2 separate regions of the Pan troglodytes genome follow, and region 2 is linked to region 1. Evidence: chromatin contacts called from public Hi-C data. All regions are on one chromosome and are shown on one strand. Each heading gives the region's core, a stretch centred on a gene start, on an enhancer-like site or on the middle of the called end of the contact. The rest is flanking DNA. Distances are from core to core; before and after follow the strand shown.

The links. A called contact is a pair of places that touch in the nucleus more often than the background predicts.
Region 2: a contact with region 1 is called in a Hi-C map of stem cell-derived neural progenitor cells, with 1.8 times the contacts expected there. The contact joins the promoter of BRD2 here to the promoter of TAP2 in region 1. A contact is called at or near these places in 1 of 7 Hi-C or Micro-C datasets (stem cell-derived neural progenitor cells) and 1 of 1 datasets of contacts at active chromatin or transcription factors (stem cell-derived excitatory neurons).

Annotation. Positions count from the first base shown.
Region 1 is chr5:38,720,486-38,723,185 of NHGRI_mPanTro3-v2.0_pri, forward strand. It overlaps TAP2 (transporter 2, ATP binding cassette subfamily B member), which reads right to left and starts at 1,364. Exons shown (of 12, transcript XM_009450990.5): 1 at 1,199-1,364; 2 at 280-776; 3 at 76-190. The coding sequence starts at 772.
Region 2 is chr5:38,851,220-38,853,919 of NHGRI_mPanTro3-v2.0_pri, forward strand. It overlaps BRD2 (bromodomain containing 2), which reads left to right and starts at 1,358. Exons shown (of 13, transcript XM_063812858.1): 1 at 1,358-2,688. LOC129144363 reads left to right here. Exons shown (of 3, transcript XM_063813264.1): 3 at 1,358-2,007. The coding sequence ends at 1,992.

The DNA of each region.
Region 1 (2,700 bases), core at 114-2,613:
GAAATGGAGTTAGGGAAGTGAAGACCCCTATAAAGATTTGGGGCTAGCAAATGGACCCAGCTGCCCATCACCTACCTGCCAAAGGAGAAGAGGCACATGAAGAAGATGGCACTGGCAAAGGCATGGGGGTCAAAATCACCTCCCAGGATGTCAATCACACGACCAGAATAGTGAGGGATTAATGTCTCACCTGAAAAAGGCATGAAAAATAACACAAGAATGTGCTGGTGCCCAGGCCCTTTTACCACCTCCAACTCACAACGTCCTCTCCTGACTCACCCAAAACAGCAAGGACAAGGAAGAAGAAGGCGGCAACGAGGAGAGGCAGGTCCGGCCTGGAGAGCTTCAGCAGCCTCCACATCAAGACTTTGTTGTTCACCTGGTCCTGCTCCTTCTCCTGGGCTCCAGGAGGGCTCAGAACAGCCCACAGTGACCAGCTGAGCCCCGCAGCCCCATACCCCACCAGCAGCCAGCTCCAAGGGGCTGAAGCGACTCTGGCTGGGGGAGCACGTGAGGCCCCCGCGACCAGGGCTCTCAGGGAGACAGTCAGGGGGGTGGCCAGACAGAGCGGGAGCAGCAGTGTCCCCACAAATCCCAGCAGCCCTCTTAGCTTTAGCAGCCCCCACAGCCCTCCCAGCCGCAGGGTCCCCTCCAGCCACAGTCCTGGCAGCCCTTGAGGAAGCAAAGTCCCCAGAGGGCCCTGAAGCAGCCACAGTAAAGCCGCGTCCACCAGCAGCAGGGAGGTCCAGGGTCTCAGGTCAGGGAGCTGCATGGCTCTGTCAACGGATACGAGATGAGAAATCATGGGGGTGGAGTCCCAATCCTTGTCCCTGCCCTCCTACCCGCCCGGCTCCGCCTAACCCGTCCATCGGCTTCTCATTTTATCCTATTCAACCCTGAGAGCTCTCCTGAGTAACCGGTGCTCATCCGTACACCCCTCCTACGACAGACAGCTTTCGGCCTTCTGGGGAGCTGGAAGCATGACCATCAGGAGCCTCGTGCTTTAAAAAAAAAAAAAAAAAAAAAAAATCCCCGGACCCCCACCCCCACCCCCGCCTGCCGCGGCGAGCTAAGTGGTCCGGGCTCCGCTCCCTCGTATCGCCGGGTGCAGAGGGACTGGGAAGCAGGAGCGTGGAGTGGGTAGTCACTTGGGCTGCGTTCCTGTTGGCGCTCCAGGTTCCCCTCCGCACCAACTCACCAGCCGCGGCGGGGAGACTGCAGCTCCAGGGGCTTCTGCTTCAGCGCTGAGGTCCGCTCCGTCTCTCCCAACCTCGCTACCGGCTCTGGTCCGCCAGCTACGCTCGGCCAGGGCTGGCGTCAGGGCTCGGGCAGCTTTCGCTTTCGCTTCCCCAGCCAAGGCCTTCATTCTGGGCTGGGCCGCCGGGAGGGGGCGCGCGAGACCCGCAGACAGCGGAACTGGAGCCCGAACTCTGGTTCGCACGGCACAGGCCTGCAATGAGTCTCACTCGCCTTTAGTGGCGGTTACTCTGGGATATAAAACTGCAAAAATGTTTCTTTATCATTAAGTAAAATACAGTTGTCTCAAGGGCAACTTTATCTGTTGTCCTTGCTTTGTAATTGGAGAATGCTTTGTAATTGGAGAATCACTGAATTTTCTCAAAGTTACTACTTCAAGCTCTGAGCCTACTATTAAGAAGTGCCCTCTTTCTGGTCCGGCGCGGTGGCTCACGCCTGTAATCACAGCACTTTGGGCGGCCGAGGCGGGCGGATCGCCTGAGGTCAGGAGTTCGAGACCAGCCTGGCCAACATGGTGAACCCCTGTCTCTACTAAAAATACAAAAATTAGCCAGGGCGTGGTGGCGGACGCCTGTAATCCCAGCTACTCGGAAGGCTGAGGCAGGAGAATCGCTTGAACTCAGGAGGCAGAGGTTTCAGTGAGCCGAGATCGGGTCATTGCACTCCAGCCTGGGCGACAAGAGCGAGACTTCGTCTATAAAAAAAAAGTGCCCTCTTCCATGCAAGCTCCAGTTTTAGGCGAGCAAAAAATATGCCGGGCTCTCCTAAATAGAAGGTTCCAACCAATCTCACCAGGCCAAAGGGGATTTTCACGTACAGACTTTGAATTTAGTAGGCCCTGAGCGTTCATCTTCATCCGTCCTTCTCAGCCGGAGCACCTTGAGCTGGCGCGTGTTCAGGTGCCTCTGAGTCTGTACTTCAAATTATGTTGGGCGCACCTTCAGCCTATGAGGGAAATGCCCGGTACTGGGCTTTGGTTCTTGTTCTATTTTAACACTGTTTAGAACAGTAATTAGGTTTTTAAATATCCTTCCTGACCCAGAGCCTACCTATGCAACAGAAAGATTCGTTTATTCCAGAAAGGACTCTTCAGATTGAAACCACCTCCCAAACTAAAAACAAACAAACAAACAAATTCCCCAAAGGAAGGGTCGCTTGGATTCCAGATCACCATTTTGAAATGTTATCTGTGTGACTACCAAGGAGTCACTTAAAGTTTAAAATAGTGGTGGTGGGGAGGAGGGATTTTAAGTAGGGGCTCGCTAAAGTTTTTACAACTCTATTCATTCTGGCATTTTAAGAATCTCTCTCTAATGAAAAAAGCTCCATGCTCAAGCTCGTGCTCCTACTTTCAAGCATTTGTTTCCTTTATTTTCTGGAAAGTGACATGGTCCATAGTTCCAGCATGGTTCCGAAAATCTCATGATGTGTGTCTCTTTCTTC
Region 2 (2,700 bases), core at 108-2,607, 130 kb after region 1:
CAAAGTTGCTGTGTCATTGCCCTCCCTGCTGCAGCCACCCAAACGGGGCCGCTTGTACTTTTGGGGGCCAGGGCCTGATCCCTGGCTGGGGGAAGGGGACTCTGCTCTCCTGACGCTCATTTTCCCCCGCCCTCCCGGGGTTTGCCCTACTCCGGGGGTCAGAAGACAGGAGATTGGCGGCCATTTTAGACGCAGTAACCGAGGCTACTGCAGAGGAGGGAGGGTGGCGTGGTTGCAGCTCAAGGACCTAGGCCCTTACGAGCCCTTCCCGGGCGAGGGGGAATCTTACCGTATATTTATTTGTTTACCTACGTTGATTATTTTTCCCAGATACGTACACAAGTTTGTTTTCTCCCTGGTAGCGAAGAAAGGGGAAACGGGGGAGGGGACGCCCCACCAAAGCCCAGGTTTTCTCGGGTGGGGGAAATCCTTTCACTCTCTTGTAAGGGGGCGGGGACGGCCCCAGAGATGCTCTGGAGATCCTGATCTCTGGGCTCTGGTTGATTCACAGAGTCTGCACCCTTATTTAGATAACCAAGTTAGGAGGAAGACTTAAGAGTAAGTTGGGGGGAGGGGGCGAAACTGAGCTCCCAAAATGGCTCCTGCCCCTCCTCGGAGGCGGACGGCCGGGGGGAGGGGAGGAGGGGAGGAGGGGGAGGGCTAGTCTGAGCCGCAGCCGCCGCCTCCTCCGCTCGCCCTCCTCCCTGGCGCTGACCGATGGACCAGCCGCTCCGTGGGGAGGACTCCGGACCCTGGTGGGGGGGCGGGGGGGTTCTTTCGCCCCCGTGGCGGAGGGCCCCTAAGAGGCGGATACGGGTCTGCCCTTGGGGGTAATGTGGCGTGTGGGGGGAAAGGTCCGAGCTCGCCTGGAGGGGGAGGGTTTTTCCCTTAAGTCATCCCTCCCAGGACTTGCTTTTTCTGCTCTGAGCCGGACGCCGGAATGGAGTTTTGAGGAAGAGGTGAGGTGTGTTGCATTGTATAGGGTAGATGGATGCGTTTGGGGATTTTAATCCCACTTTAGGGTTGCTGAGGTTTTTTCGAACGAGCAGAAATGTATTGGTAACTGTAGGTGTGAGTGGGGAGGGATTAGAAAGGTGCTTGGACGTGCAAATTTGGGAGACGTATTTTAGCTTTTGTGGTCTTTGGGACTAAACAGTAGTAAATAATGTTTTGCTCGTCTTTCCATCGTTTGGCTTGAGGGAGGGAGTGGAGTATTATAAGACTCTGGCAAGACTGTGTTTTAGACTGTGGGGCATGGGAACGTTAGATCCCCTCATCGCCGTTCTGAAGCCCGTAGCTGTTCGCCATAGAGGAGCAGGCCGCGGCTTCTAAGATGGCGTCTTTTTCCTCGTTTCAGATTCTTCGCTGCTGCTGCCTTACCGCCGAGAACCACCACCCGCCGGGCGTCTTGCGGCCACACCCCTGGCGGGCTCAGGCAGGCTACGCCCACGCGACCCCTCCCGTTTCCCTGCTCTGGCCAATGGAGGAGCTACGAATGGCACGACCTGCTCGAGCTTGGCAGTCTCCAGTTGGGCTGTGCATGGAAGCTTGGGAAGACTTTGTTGGAAGGGGAGGCGGGGACAGAGTGCTGGAGGCTCTGGGGCGATGGCTTCCGCACCTCTTCCAACCACCCTCTTTCCCTGGAGTCGGCGGACCACAGCTCAGCCAATTGGCTTGGAGATGTGGCGGGTTGCCACTTCCCTGTGGGTCTCTGCGGCACTCTTCTGCCTGGTGACTGACACCTTGGAAATGAAGTTTATGACGTCATCGTTGCGGCTGGCCAATAGAAAAAGCTCCCGCGGAGAGGTGTTCCTTCCCCTTCGACTCAGCTTCTTCACCCGCGTGAGCGAGCGCGCGCGCGCGGAGGGGGTGGGGAAAATCTCAAGCAGGGTGGCGCGCATGAGCGGCGAAGCTCCTCCTCCCCGCCTATATATAAAGGGCTGGCGCGGGGCTCGGCGGCGCCATTTCGTGCTGGAGTGGAGCAGCCTCTAGAACGAGCTGGAGGATTCTGCCTACCGATACAGAGCCTTCGAGTCGTCCGGGGCCGCCATTACAATCCACCTCCATCCACTTGGAAATGGCCTTCGTCCCGGCCTATGACTGGTCCCAGCGGGCAGTACAGACCCCATAGAAGCCCCTGGAGCTCCCCTTTTTCGGGCCCCGCCCAGTCCTCGGAGTCTGTCCACCCCCTCTACTCCGCCCTCAAGAGGATTTCAAAGATGGAGGCGGCGGCTCCCTAAACCACTTTTCGTGTTCATCCGCCTCCATCCGAGATCGAAACGGGACCTCGTCGGCCCCGTAGGGTCCCGACAAGAAGAGGGAATCCCTGCAGACCAACAGCGGGCTATATTGACGACGGTGTCTGAGATCGGGGACCGTCTTTTGAAGTCAGTCCCTCCTTAGTTGCCCGCCTCAGCTGAGGCCGCCGCCATTTTCTTGCTGTCCGCCGTCTGCAGAGCGCGCCAAGCTGCCCGGAGCTCTCCGAGAGGCCCCAAAGAGACTGCTTTCGTGCCGGCCAGGCAGGGGGTTTGTCGCCTGGAGGCCCAAGAGGAACGGCCTCCCCCCAACTTAGCGGGTTATGCTGGACCGGGCGGTGAGGGGAACCGAGGCCACCCGGACTTTCCGCGGCTGAGGGCAGCGCCGGTTCCCTGCGGTCAAGATGCTGCAAAACGTGACTCCCCACAACAAGTACGTTTCCGC